Linked DNA regions of Mus musculus: regions 1, 2 and 4 are each linked to region 3. A link is a contact called in public promoter capture Hi-C data. All regions are on one chromosome and are shown on one strand. Each heading gives the region's core, a stretch centred on a gene start, on an enhancer-like site or on the middle of the called end of the contact. The rest is flanking DNA. Distances are from core to core; before and after follow the strand shown.

Region 1 (3,475 bases), core at 90-2,589, 1.0 Mb after region 3:
CCAGACCCGGGATCGGGGGATCCGGGGATCCGGGGAACCGAGCCGCGCGGCCGAGGCCAGGACCCAGGCTGGCGGAGGAGGCGACTCAGGGTGATTCACCGGGAGCCCCCGTGCACCGTGGGAGAATCCCACGCGGGTCTATCTGCCTCGCTCGTGTCCTTGCTGTCGACTACCAGCCCTCAAGCTGTGGCTTGGAACGCCCTTGGAAGCCTCAGTTTCCATTTTGCATAATGCAGATATCAATTCCTTTGCCTGACAAATCTTGGAAAGATAAATGACACGCGTGGAAGAAGGGGCTTGTGCTTCATGCTACGCACTACAAAAATGCCAGGGACATAAGAGCGGCTGCCTTTCAGTCACCTCTCCCCGGGTCAGTACCCTTCGGGTTTTGCCACTTGGCTTCCCCCTCAGGGGTTAAGTGTGGCGAATCGATCTGAGGATAGACGGTGAGGCAGCCGGCAGGGGGCAGGGTCACTCCGCAGAGCGTCTGGAGGGCTCTTCACCTGCGCCTCCCGTGCACACGTGAAATTCTCGGGGTGCCGGGAGGAGGGAGAAAGGGTTCCGGATCTCTCCCCCTGCGATCCCTTAGTGCTCTGCAGCCAGGACCCCTGGGGCACCGCCAAGCCACCTACCACGACCACTAGGAAGCTTCCTGTGTGCCTCTCCTCCCGCGACCCTGGCCTTAGAGGGCTGAGCGTTCTCAAAGCACCTTCGTGCTGGCGATGCTAGGGTGCCTTGGTAGTTCTCACTTTGGGGAGAGGATCCCACCGTCCTCAAACTTACCAAACGTTTACTGTATACCCTAGACGTTATTTAAACACTCTCCAACTCTACAAGGCCGGCAGAACACTTAGTAAGCCTCCTGGCGCATGCACATCCCTTCTTTCAGAGCTTGGGAAAGGCTAGGGACTCTCCGGGGACAGCGAGGGGATTCCAGACAGCCCTCCCCGAAAGTTCAGGCCAGCCTCTCGCGCTGGAAACCCCGCGCGCGGCCTGCGTAGCGCGGCTGCCGGGAAATCAGGAGAGAAACTTCTGTGGTTTTTTTTTTTTTTTTTTTTTTTTTTTTTTTCTCTCTAGAGCTCTCTCTCTAGAGCTCTCTGGCTTTTCTAGCTGTCGCCGCTGCTGGCGTTCACGCTCCTCCCAGCCCTGACCCCCACGTGGGGCCGCCGGAGCTCCGAGCTCCGCCCTTTCCATCTCCAGCCAATCTCAGCGCGGGATACTCGGCCCTTTGTGCATCTACCAATGGGTGGAAAGCGCATGCCTCCAGTGGCCACGCCTCCACCCGGGAAGTCATATAAACCGCTCGCAGCGCCCGCGCGCTCACTCCGCAGCAACCCTGGGTCTGCGTTCATCTCTGTCTTCTTGGATTAATTTCGAGGGGGATTTTGCAATCTTCTTTTTACCCCTACTTTTTTCTTGGGAAGGGAAGTCCCACCGCCTCCGGAAGGCCTCCGACACTTCTGGTCGCACGGGAAGGTTTTTTTGCCTCTTGGGTTCGTATCTGGACTTGTACTTTGCTCTTGGGGATCTTCCGTGGGGGTCCGCTGTGGAGTGTGACTGCATCATGACCCTGGAAGAGCTGGTGGCGAGCGACAACGCGGTTCAGAAGTGAGTACAACAGAGGCTGAGGTCTTCTCGCCCGCCGCCTGAGGTCTGCGGGGCTGTCATCGGCTAATCTCCCCATTTGGCCTTTTAGGATGCAGGCGGTGACTGCCGCGGTGGAGCAGCTGCTGGTGGCCGCGCAGCGTCAGGATCGCCTCACCGTGGGGGTGTACGAGGCGGCCAAACTGATGAATGTGTGAGTCAGCACCCCCCTTTCTCGGGCGTGGGTGGGGGCGCCCCTCTGATGCACGCGCGCTCCAACATCCCTATAGGGCTCGGGGCTTTGGGGGACTTTCCCAGCGCTCTCGGTTTTGGGGAGTGGAGGGCGACATTTCTCAGAGAATTTTTTTTGGGGAGGAGGAAAGAGAGTCGCTGCAGAACCCTGACTTCGCAAGTTTGAGGTTTTGTGTTTTTTGTTTTGACAAGGCAACCCCAGTAACTTTGGACTATGTGCTTCCTCCCCCACCGCCATCAGTATTTGCATAGTCGGCCACCCCAGCACCCGTGCAGTACTGCGGCTGGGGGGCTGTTCTTATATACACTCCTGATGCACGATGGGTCTTGTCCACCCTTCCCGCCTGCGGTTCCTGGAGCTCATATCCCCCTATCCCACCCCGTGCACGGTGACACCCGCTCCTGGTCTGACGACCCCCTGACACTCCTTCTCTCCTGCAGGGACCCCGACAGCGTGGTCTTGTGCCTCCTGGCCATAGACGAAGAAGAGGAGGATGATATCGCTCTGCAGATTCACTTCACCCTGATCCAGTCGTTCTGCTGCGACAATGACATTGACATCGTCCGGGTATCAGGCATGCAGAGGCTGGCGCAGCTCCTGGGGGAGCCGGCGGAGACATTGGGCACAACCGAAGCCCGAGACCTGCACTGCCTCCTGGTCACGGTGAGCCCTCCCCCCCCCCACGTCTCTGTCTCTCTCTCTCCCCGCCCCACCCACCCGTCCTGGTCACCTGGGTCCCGTGTTTGTCAACATAGCTGGGCTGGCTGGTCCAGCACCAGCTCAGTGCCCAGCCATGCTTGGCATGTCCCGTGGGCTGCCTAGTCACCCTGGCAGCTATTTTGAGCCAGCCTGTTTTTCCCCAGTAGGGCCCCTGGCGCTGAACAGAGGCTCCCTACCTAACTCCTAGAACTCCCACTAAACCCTTCTTTTTCTCCCTCCAACAGAACTGTCATACAGATTCCTGGAAAAGCCAAGGCTTGGTGGAGGTGGCCAGTTACTGTGAAGAGAGCAGAGGCAATAACCAATGGGTCCCCTATATCTCTCTAGAGGAACGCTGAGACCCACTCCAAACATCTAAAGCAACTGTCGAGTTGCTGTCCCCTAAAAAAAGTAAATAAAATACATATTTGACAGCCCCCTCATCCCCCAGAACAATCCCTCAAAGGCTACCCTACCCGTGATACCTTCTGGGAGGGGCGGAGTCACCGAGACTGAGATGAGGAGAGGGGCACGTGCGCCCGCCCGCCCTCTGGGCTGTGGAGCCAGGAGCAGCACCACAGGTGGTCGCCGAGGTCGGAAGGAGGGCACCTCAGGCAAGAGGAGACTGAGACTTTAGAGCCAAGGCCTGGCAGTCCTGCAGCCAGCCTCTGCTCGCAGCCGCAGACGGTCTGGACACCGCCGCAGGGGTGGGGTGAGGCGTCCCCCACCCTGCGGGACAGTGAACTGTGCATAAGTCAGCGGAGGGCGACGACCCTCGCCGCGGGACCCGGGACTCGAGCCCGGGACTTCGCAGCTACAGCACATCTATTTTTAATATTGTGCTGAGCAAGACAGATCGCTTGCATATTTTTAAAAATTTCTACTACAGAGACATTCCAATAAACTCGTTAAGCCTTCGTGTTCTCGTTGTATTTTACC
Region 2 (3,323 bases), core at 576-3,075, 1.1 Mb after region 3:
ACTCTCACCCAGCTTTTTCCATGGGGAATCCACAGGGAATTGAACTCAGACCCTCATGCCAAGCATGTTGCTCACTGAGTTGTTTCCCCAACAGAAGCACTGTTCTGTGGGCAATGTTCCTGACCCCCACCCAGTGTCAGTGTCACATCAGAAGCCCCTTCAGTCACACCGATCACAAACATCCCCATACACTGTCCCTGTGGATGAGAATGACCAATAAAAGGAAAGACTGATCAAATAAATGACCACAGAGGGACAAAACAGGAAAGTCATCTCAATCAACTGGTGGGGAACGTGTGCCTTCACCAGCCACCACAGAGGCTAACAGACCTCTGCTAATGGACCTTAGGACAATTAATGTCCAGGTGACAGACACAGAGACATAACAATTTCAACTGACTTTCTTTGTTTTTGTTGTTGCTAACATTTCATTTTTGGTTTTGGTTTTTCAGGACAGGGTCTCACTCTGCAACCTGGCTGTCCTGGAACTCATTCTGTAGACCAGAGGCTGGCCTCGAACTCTGAGAGCTCCTCCTGCCTCTGCCTCCTGAGTGCTGGGATCAAAGTCGGACACCACTACAACCTGGCTTTTGAGACAAGAGGATTTCACCATGTAGCCCAACATAGCCTTGAACTTCACTTCCATCCTCCCGATTCAGCCTCCTACAAGCTGGGATGACAGCCAGCAAGCCCAGCTTACAACTAAACGGGCCCAGACTGACATCCTTTTTACGTTAATTATGATGCCAGATGAGGTGGTGGCACCTACAGTCCTGGCAGAGGTGGCGCTGAGGCCAGCCTGGCTCACATAGTGAGTTCCAGGACAGCCAGAGACAGATAAAGACTTTGTCTCAAAACAAACAAACTATTAATTATGTCGATTTCATTTTCAGACAGGGTCTCACGTTGTGGTCCAGCTACCTCCACCGTGTTAGGTATCCAAGGCTGGGCCTGAACTCACTCCCCGCGATCCAGCTGTCTCCCCCTCTCAATTGAAAGACTGGATTATAGGTTGTGGACCAAAGTTCTAGACTATTTGCTCGAGTCTTTGCTTTTGGTTGTTTCGTTTTCTGAGACAAAGTATGTAGTCCTTGCTAGCATGGAAGTCCCACGATACTCCTGCCTCTGCCCATGTGTCAGCACACCTGCCTTACCATTGTTTTAAGAAAACTCCTCCTCAGAGAGGTCAAGCTATTTGCCCTAGCATGCACAGCTGGCCCTCTGCCCTTCAAACCCACACACTACCTACCTTTGGCACCAAAATCAAACACACCCTCCCAATGGGAAGGAGCACCCACAACTGCTCAGACAATGGTGACAACGTCCATTGTACAGAAGAGGAAAACTGAGGCTGTGGGCAGGCAACAGGCTAAGCAAGGTCACCAGGGTGAGGAATGGCAATGTAAGAGGGTCTTAGACCTTAGGGGCCCCGAGAAAACTGAGATCCGCCCCACACACACCTAAACGCTGACCTTTTCGTGAGAAAAAGCGACGAGGGGTGGGGGTGGGTTGGGACGCTGTCTGCCTCAGTTTCCTCTCTGCGCCGCCCGCTCACGTGACCCCGAAGAGAGCAGAAGTCCGGATCACAAGCCACCTTTGTCCCAGGGGCTCCCGAGCACAGCGAAGCTAAACCCACAGACCCCCGACGCCCATACGGGGCACGGCGGAGCCCCCAGCCTCACCTCTCAGTCGACCGAAGACCCGACCCACCGACGGCTGCGCCTGCGCACCGCGGCGCAGCCAAGCTCCGCCCTCAGGACCAAGACGCCTGCGCAGAAAAAAACCATTTCCTGTGTAGGTTTCCTTTTGCGCATGCGCTCAAGTGCACCCTTCGCTCTAAAACAGAAGTGACGTCACGCGAAGAGGGGGGTCACAAGCTGGTTGTTATGGAAACTGCCCTCTGGAGGCATCAGGAAAACCGGAAGTTAGTCTGACAGTCACCAAGCGGGTCAGGCCTAAAGCACGGTGGGGCGGCGGCGGACCCCTGAGGCACCAAGGCAGACCACGTGGTATGGAGTCTGTCACGTGATCTAGCTGCTTTCAGCAAGACAAATCTGAATCAAAGCCACTAACTGATGCTATGAAGTTTTTGGTTCTGTTTTCGTAATTTTTTTTTTTAAAGATTTATTTATTTTTATATGTAGGTACACTGTAGCTGTCTTCAGACACACCAGAAGAGGGCATCGGATCTCATTGTGGATGGTTGTGAGCCACCATGTGGTTGCTGGGATTTGAACTCAGGACCTTTGGAAGAGCAGTCAGTGCTCTTACCTGCTGAGCCATCTCACCAGCCCCCTGTTTTCGTAATTTTTTTTTTCTTTTTCCTTTTTTTAAAATGACAATACTACGAGCCCAGCCTGGCCCGGAACTCTTCATCCACTTCGCCCATCTTGGAAACTGGCATATCCCACTTTCTGTGAAAGCAGTAAGTGTGATTAACCACTAAACAATCTACTTCACTTATTTTTATATTTAAAACCTATTTACAAACTTATCTTTTGCACACCCCAACTTCTTTCTGATGCCTAAAAGAAAAACAAAGATTAGCAGCCAGACAGTGGTGGTGCTCGCCTTTAATCTCAGCACTGGAGAGGCGGGGGAATCGCGGTGAGTTTGAGGCAAGCCTTGTCTACAAAGGATAGCCAAAGCTACACAGAAAAACCTGTCTCAAAAAATAAAAACAGGAGCCGGGCGTGGTGGCCCACGCCTTTAATCCCAGCACTCGGGATGAGTTCGAGGCCAGCCTGGTCTACAGAGCGAGTTCCAGGACAGCCAGGGCTACACAGAGAAACCCTGTCTCAAAAAACCAAAAATAAATAAAAAAATAAAAATAAAAATAAAAACAGGTCGGGCGTGGTAGCGCACGCCTTTAATCCCAGCACTCGGGAGCCAGAGGCAGGCAGATTTCTGAGTTCCAGGCCAGCCTGCTCTACAAAGTGAGTTCCAGGACAGCCAGGGCTATACAGAGAAACCCTGTCTCGAAAAACCAAAAAAAAAATTAATAAATAAAAATAAATAAAACCAACTTATCTTTACTTTTGAATTATGTGGATGTCTATGTGTGGGTGTCTGCATGGGAATACAGTGCCTATAAAAATCAGAAGAGGGCATGGAATCCCCAAGGCTAGAGTTGGGTGCAGTGCAATTCAGGCCCTCTGCAAAAGCTGTATGTACTCTACTTTTTTTATTTTCTTTGAGACAGGGTCTCATACCGTAGGCAAGGTTGGGCTAAAACTGCACTACCCAGTTTGCAATATGTACTCTTAACCATTGAACTATCTCTCCTATTTTCATTTTACCATGTCTTACTATGTAGCTCAGGT
Region 3 (3,592 bases), core at 121-2,620:
GAGAGAATGGGAATGTATGTTGCTTTCATTATCTTGGCAGAATGTTTTGGGGGGTTGCCCAAGTTTACAGGGGACACACAAGATGATTAGAGGGAGAAAGATCTGCTAGTAGCCCGTTTGATGCTGGAGAAGAATGCTGGTGTGCAGGCCCAGCTCCACCCCGGGGCCACACCCCAACACATCAAGGTGTCTAAAGTTTGAAGGCGCAGTTCGCTGCCACCTGCAACTTTCTTAGCCTTGCAGGCTAAGGTTCCAAGCAACTGCTGCAGTCTCAGATTCTAGGGAGGATTCCGGGAACTTGGATTGGCCGGAGCCACCCCATCTCTCCAGACACTCACACAAGTGGCTTTCAAGGGGCAGACTGCTCAAGATCCCCACAACAGTCTAACAAGGGACCTGAGCACCACCTATGGGGAACTAGTCGAGGTCGGGGGTTGCCCTGAGCACTGGCGTTACCCACTAGAATCGTCTCAACTTCTAGCTGAGCTCACATCATGCCTCGGTTTCCCAGCCTGCAAAATGGGACCTCAGAATCCAGTACTCTCCCGAGACGAACTGGGTAGACCGAGGCAGGGGCTTCACTGAGTTGGTTAAAGGATGGCCCTCCTTTCCCTCGCTCCTAGGTACGGTCGTCACGGTTCCTCGCATTTCCTCGAACGCGCGCGCAGCCCAACCCGGTGCTTTTGCGCACGCAGCGCCCTCACACCCCAGCGTCCCAGCCCCCGCAGATCTAGCCTAGCCGGGGGTTTTTAAGCCCATTTCAGAGACGTGGAGCCTCAGGCCCGGAAGGTTAGGGTAGCATAGTGGGCGGAGGTTCCAGCTCCAAGCTTGGCTTATCCATCTTGCGTTCCGGGTGAAACCAGGAAACGGCCGGGGGCCCAGGTGACTTTCCGCTCAGAGGTGGGGCGAGGAACCCTTTTTAACTCTTCGGGATTCCCGCGATGGGGCTCTCGCAGCCCCGCCCTCCCGCTCGCGGCCTCTGCGCCGTGGGCTGCGGCGTGCACTTTGCGCACGGTCCCTAAGATGGGGGCGGAGCGTCCCTCAGTCCGGTTCCCCCTTCCTTTTATTATTTATTATCATTTAAAGGGGCCGCGACCTGAAGTTTTCCGTCCACTCTGTGGCGGCTCTCCGGCTCCCCTCCACCTCCTCCCACCGTGGACGTCCTCAGATTGAGTTGGAGAAGGGGGACCCCGGTGTGGTGTCCTGGGAAAGCTTGGAAAGGGGGACCCTGGAGAGACACCCACCACCTCCTCCTGCGTCCCCGGGGCTGCTGAATCACCGGCGAGGTATTTGCATCTGAGAGCAATTTGTCACACGGCGATTCGTCTGCTGGGTGGGGGAGGGGCGGGGCGGGGGGCCCGGTCGCGCGCGGAGACCTCGTCCCTATCCGATCCAGACGGATGGAGATGTAGACGCGGCCTGGAGACTCGGTGAGGCGGGTGACCCCGAAGCCAGGAGCGTGCACTGGGCACCAGGGGGAGGCCAAGGGGGAGAGAGGCCACCGGAGGCCACCAGCAGGCTGGACTCTGGGCTGGGCTCCGGGCACCGGGGCATGCGCCCCCCGGGCCACCCCGGGCGGTAAGGCCTTTTGCAGCGCGGCTCTAGCGATCTCTCCTAAAGGTGGCAGCGTAGGGCACCCTGGAAACCGACAATTGCGGGGTCTCCAAAGTTAGGCAAAGACGCGCGCGTAGAGGGGTGCAGGGCTGAGTATGCGACTTGACGGATCAGAGTTGGGGTGGCTGTTGCGGTTGTAGATCTTGGAGACCTTCATCCGGTACACGAGTGCGCGGGGGTCGCGAGTGCGCGCTGTCCCCTGGCGGAAGGAAACGGACCCGGGGTGTGTGTGTCTGTGTATGTGCGCGCGCGCAGAGGACTGGGGGCTGCGCTCTGGGAACATGGTTTTGCTTTTTCTTATTAATTAAAAAAGATGTTTGGAGATAGGATCTTACTGTGTAGTACGGGCTGACTTAGAACTCGAGTTAAAGCTCAGACTAGCCTGAAACTCGAGGCCATCCCCCTGCCGCAGCTTTCCTTCCCAAGTGCTTGGGAAAATCCCAGGCCGGGCGCGCCACCACGCCCCGGTACCTACAGTTCTTTTTCTCTTCCAAACCTGTGTCCAGCGGGGTCCGCCCATCTCCCCCCCCCCATTTCGTTCCCTAGCTCCAGTGTACTACTGGGACTGGGGTCTCCACTTGCCCCGCGGGGTGCGCCCATCCAGATCCCTCCGGTAGGGTCCCCTGCCCCCCCCCCCCCGACACAAAAGAGGGAGCAGGAAGCGCGGAGTGCGCGCGTGTGTGTCAACTCGCAGCGGGTTTGTCAAATATCTTCCGTTTTTTACGACTTGGGCAGCAGGGTCACCCCCCCTCCCCAGCTCGCTCTTTCCAAGAAGCCTTTGAAATACCGACTCCACTGGGGGGGTTGTTTGTTTGTTTTTTTGTTGTTGTTTTACATTTGTCCTCTGACTGGGGTGTGTTTTTGCACACGTCTCCTGGGGGGGCACAGTGCCTTCTTTCCCAGCCCCCTCCCCAGCTCCTGCCCTTCCCCCTCCACCTCCCTTGGAGGAGAGAGGGGCCCCTTTCGCCACCCTCGGGCCCTGGCCTTGCACAACTCCAAATAACCGTGTTTTGCAAGGCCTGGCCGAGCTAGTGACCTCTCTCTCTCTCTCTCTCTCTCTCTCTCTCTCTCTCTCTCTCTCTCTCTCTCTCTCTCTTCCCTCTCTCCCTCTCCCCCTCCCTCTCTCCCTCCCTCCCTCCCTCCTTCCCTCCCTCTCTCTCTCTCTCTCTCTCTCTCTCTCTCTCTCTCTCTCTCTCTCTCTCTCTCTCTCTGACCTGAGGCTTGGAGGTGGTGGGGGGACTAGGGTGTGGCTCTGGGTCTCTTCCCCACTGCAGCCAGATCCCCCTTCCACAAACACCAGCTACCAGTTCCTAGTAGATCTTTCTGAGAATGCCATAAATTGAGGGTGGGGGCCAAGGACAAAGGGCTGGGGGAGGGGTCTATAAGGATGGGCAACGTTGGCTCAGGGTACCGGTACCTCTAGAGGGTGGGGGATGTCCAGGCCTGACCTAGGGGCAGCTTTGGGGTTTCCATCTGTGTCCCTCCAGGGCTACCAGCCCCACCAGTGGAGGCCTACCCTGTTCCCCTCCCCCACCCTCCACCAGGAAGGGTCATTAAACCAAACAGACCTGGGTGGGGGGACGGGAGGCTGGGAGAGGGGCTTCCTCTAGCTTTTTCCTCATGCCTTCCCCCACCCCACCCTCAAAGAGGGGGCGTCGCTTTCAGCATTTCCGTGGGGGGGGGGTTTGTGCTCAGCGGGGTGGGGGAAGGGCGATGGATCAAGCCAGATAGTGTCCAGAAATGTCCCCTCCAGCAGTTCTTGAGTCTGGTGGACCAGGGTGACCAGCAGCCACAGGGTGTGGAGGGACTGAGTGTTGAGGCCACTCATGTGTCCAGGCCTCCAAGGTTTCTCTTTCTTGGGAAGCCTAGGCTGAAAGGGGTGACCCTTGGCATTCTTTTCCTTTGGGGCCACCCACCTGCCAGAATTCTGCTGAAAGTGTGGGGTTTGGGGTGACCCCAAAGGAAAAGGAAGGGGTCT
Region 4 (3,493 bases), core at 925-3,424, 1.2 Mb after region 3:
AGGACGAAGGCTTGGCCCCAAGCCTGCTGCAGGCACCATTCACCCACAGGATGATGGAGCATGGTCCATTCATCCACAAACACCACAATCTCGCTTCCTGGAAACCCCAGGATGCCTCAAAAGACAGAATCTCTGGCCTGTTGGGACAGATTGGAGGAAAGCTACCAGAAAAGTGGAGGTATTGCTATCATTCTTAAAACACTGTGAGGGGCCATGACAGGAGTCCTCTGGACCATTTCAGAGTTTCAAAGAAGAGTCAAGTTCACCTAACTAAGGTGGAGGTGGAGGTCTAGGGGGCAGAGAGTCAAGTAGAGGTCATCAGCTTTTATTTAAAGAATCTAGACCGCAAAGAAGCAATCGCAGCCCTTCTCACTGAGGGGGGATGAAGGTACAGAGTCTTTGGCCTCACCCCAATGTTCTAGGATGGTACAAGGGGGACTTCAAGGAGTAAAACTGTGTTCCAGCCGGGCGTGGTGGCCCACACCTTTAATCCTAGCACTTGGGAGGCAGAGGCAGGCGATTTTCTGAATTCAAGGCCAGCCTGGTCTACAGAGTGAGTTCCAGGACAGCCAGGGCTACACAGAGAAACTCTTTCTCAAAAAAACCAAATAAAAAACAAAAAAAACTCCTGCGTTCCAGATCATAGTTTACATATCTCCATCTCAAAGTTCTGTTTCCCAAGAGAAAACCACTATGTAAATGGTGTAGATTTGGGGTGAGTAAATGGTGAGAAAGAGGGGTACACTTTTTTTTTTTTTTTTTTTTTGGTTTTTCAGGACAGGGCTTCTCTGTGTAGCCCTGGCTGTCCTGGAACTCACTCTGTAGATCAGGCTGGCCTTAAACTCAGAAATCCGCCTGCCTCTGCCTCCCGAGCACTGGGATTAAAGGCGTACGCCACCACGCCCAGCTGCACTTTTTTTTTTAAATGATTTTTTGAAACAGGATTTCTCTGTGGAGCCCTGGCTGTCCAGGAACTCACTTTGTAGACCATGTTGGCTTTAAACTCACAGAGATTTGCCTCCCTCTGTCTCCAGACCCCTGGGATTAAAGGTGTGCCACCATGCCTGGTGAGGACGACACCTTTTAATCAGATCCTCTAGAATAACCCTAAGGGTCCCAGTGGGGAGGGAAGGACCATGTCACAAGGCAGGCAGAAAAACGGGGGGGGGGGGGGCAAGTCTGAATCTTATGGGTGGGAAGATGCTTGAGGGGGACTGAGGAACTCCAATAACTCTGGAGGGACAAGTGTGCTGGAACCTTGACAGGGAGACAGAGCAGAACTGGATGTAGGCTAAGCCAAGCTGTACTTCAAGAGGGTTTAATGGGGACTCAAGTCAGGTCAGAGCCCTGGTACCTTAATGCAGAAATGGGGGAACAAGTCTAAACAATGTTCCCCTGGACTCAGTCAAGGTGTCCTGTGAGGATCAATCTGAGGAACACATAACAAGGAGGTGGTGGGTCCAGTATGCCAGGCAGCAGAGAAACTCTACAAGGCGATTCACAGGTTAGAGATGGGTTAGAGTGAGACAGGATCACTGGAGGCTGAAGTGAAGAGGTACCCCAGAGCTGACAAGTGGGGAGCGGGACTCGAGGGCTGAGTCTCTAAAATGAACTTGGGCACTTATAGTTGGCCTGAGTCTGGAGTCAGAAGGTGTCAGTCTGAGCCCCGAGAATCAGAGGACTTGTGGCAATCCCTGTAGACCTTCCCCATGCAGGCCTGTGGGGGAGGAAAGAGGGGGGGCACCCGGACCTGAGTCCTACTCGTTGCCTTGGAAACCTGATGGCGAAGTCACTTTGCATTCCTTCGGCTTCCCAGACCACAGAAGGACCCCCAGTTATGTCCCAACAGAGCTAACCCAAAGGAGAGGACAGTGCCTGCACCGGGAAAGCTGTGTAGCCACACTGTGGGAACCCCTGCTAGGGTCAGTAGAGAAGTGACAGTAGACGGCGGGGACACCCCAGGAGGGAGCTGGCGACCCCGCCCCCGGTCTCCCCGCCCCCCGCCCGCAGGTTCAGCCCGCGTCCCAGTCGCACCCTCGCCGCCCGCGCCGCCACACCCCGCCCTCCCAGCTCCCTGCGAGGAGCGGTCCGTACTCCGCCACCCGCCTGTCCCGGCCGGAGCCACTCTCGCTCACTCACTTTGGCCTCCACCAGCTCTGCCGCCATCTTGGCCACTAGCGTCCCCCGCGCCGGGAGGCCCCAGCCGTCGCGTCACGTGAGGGCCCTCGACTAAAGGGCGGAGCCTGCGCGAGAGCCAGTAAAAGCGAGTGCTGGCTCCTTCCTCCACGCCCCCGCGTCTGAGAGGCGGGAGGATGCATCACGCGCACGCGCCTACAGGAACCCCGCCCGAGGATCTGACCAATCACAACGGACAATTGCCAAATCCCGCCCCCCACGGTTATTTTTCAAGGCGCTGGCCGCTACCACGCCCACTCTGGGGAGGAGTCTGCTGCTTAAAGAAATAGCAGCACTTCCCGCCGCCTCATTTCTCTTGCTTTAGAGAACCGCTAAATTTTTGTGTTTATTTAGTGTGTACATATGTGAAAGTCACAAAACAGTCTAGGAAATTAGGTTTTCTCCTTCCACTGTGTAGGTAGCAGGGATGAACCAGCTAGTGCCTGAACCATATACCCTTTGCCCTGCTCCCTCTCTTACTGGCCCCACCTTTTCTGTAGAGTACAGGCCGAACCCCCTGCCTCGTTTTCAAATTGGCTTGCGGTGGCAACAGTTGTGGGTTTTTAAAAATTGTTTTTGTTTTTTGAGACAGGTTCACCATGTAGCCCTGGCTCTGTGGAACTCGCTTTGTAGACCAGACTGGCCTCAAACTCACTGAAATCCTCCTGCCCCTGCTTCCGGAGAACTGAGATTAAAGATGAACATAACCAAGCCCTGCGTAGCCTTGCTTCTTTAGGGCACAGAAGCCCCTCTAGCTGCATTTTTCCTTCTTTATTTGTTGGCTCAAGGCTACGCCCACTTTTCTGTGGTCTGTTTTATTTATATACTGGGGGAGACACGCAATTTTTGATCGTCCAAAGACAATCTAAGGGGTTTGTATATTTCCACAATATGGATTCAGGGAATCGAACTCAGGTCATCAGGTTTAGAGACTAACGCGAATAGGTGTGGGTGCGCGCGTTCCAAGCCCCCTAGGTGGACATCAGAGGACAATTTGCTGGAATTGCTTTCTCCTTTAACCAGGTGTCACAAAATGAGTTCTGTGGATCGAACTCCTAATAGACTTCTGGGCGATCACCATTTCAGGGGCCCTCCTTGGCTTTCTAACTACCCACAAGCCCCACCCAACCCCCAAATTTTCGAAGCTTGCACTGGGGCCACGCTCACTTCTAGCCCCGCTCTGGGTTTTTAAGCGAGAACGGCACCGCCCCTTGCTTCCGTTTCATTGGGAGGACTGGACCGCGCCCACGTGGGGAGGGTGGTCTTAAAGGTGTATGTGCTTCCTGCTCTGGTGCATTTTATGGCTCATGTTTACGGT

The links. Promoter capture Hi-C pulls out the DNA fragments that hold promoters and counts their contacts.
Region 1: a contact with region 3 is called in a promoter capture Hi-C map of pre-B cells, with 2.6 times the contacts expected there. The contact joins the promoter of Gadd45b here to the promoter of Arid3a in region 3. A contact is called at or near these places in 2 of 39 promoter capture datasets (liver and pre-B cells) and 1 of 115 datasets of contacts at active chromatin or transcription factors (pancreatic cancer cells).
Region 2: a contact with region 3 is called in a promoter capture Hi-C map of liver, with 2.9 times the contacts expected there. The contact joins the promoter of Sgta here to the promoter of Arid3a in region 3. A contact is called at or near these places in 2 of 39 promoter capture datasets (liver and pre-B cells) and 1 of 484 Hi-C or Micro-C datasets (embryonic stem cells).
Region 4: a contact with region 3 is called in a promoter capture Hi-C map of pre-B cells, with 3 times the contacts expected there. The contact joins the promoter of Pias4 here to the promoter of Arid3a in region 3. A contact is called at or near these places in 4 of 39 promoter capture datasets (the C10 cell line, liver, maxillary cranial neural crest and 1 more), 2 of 484 Hi-C or Micro-C datasets (B cells and CD4 T cells), 1 of 115 datasets of contacts at active chromatin or transcription factors (pancreatic cancer cells) and 2 of 9 other capture datasets (adipose tissue and liver).

Annotation. Positions count from the first base shown.
Region 1 is chr10:80,928,752-80,932,226 of GRCm38.p6, forward strand. Gadd45b (growth arrest and DNA-damage-inducible 45 beta) reads left to right here and starts at 1,340. Exons shown (of 4, transcript NM_008655.1): 1 at 1,340-1,608; 2 at 1,697-1,798; 3 at 2,278-2,500; 4 at 2,782-3,453. The coding sequence starts at 1,565. The coding sequence ends at 2,895.
Region 2 is chr10:81,058,446-81,061,768 of GRCm38.p6, forward strand. Sgta (small glutamine-rich tetratricopeptide repeat (TPR)-containing, alpha) reads right to left here and starts at 1,826. Exons shown (of 12, transcript NM_001358550.1): 1 at 1,683-1,826.
Region 3 is chr10:79,925,971-79,929,562 of GRCm38.p6, forward strand. It overlaps Arid3a (AT rich interactive domain 3A (BRIGHT-like)), which reads left to right and starts at 1,371. Exons shown (of 9, transcript NM_001288625.1): 1 at 1,371-1,430. Gm40715 (a long non-coding RNA gene) reads right to left here and starts at 1,021. Exons shown (of 2, transcript XR_001779822.2): 1 at 492-1,021.
Region 4 is chr10:81,165,546-81,169,038 of GRCm38.p6, forward strand. It overlaps Pias4 (protein inhibitor of activated STAT 4), which reads right to left and starts at 2,175. Exons shown (of 11, transcript NM_021501.4): 1 at 2,140-2,175. The coding sequence starts at 2,166.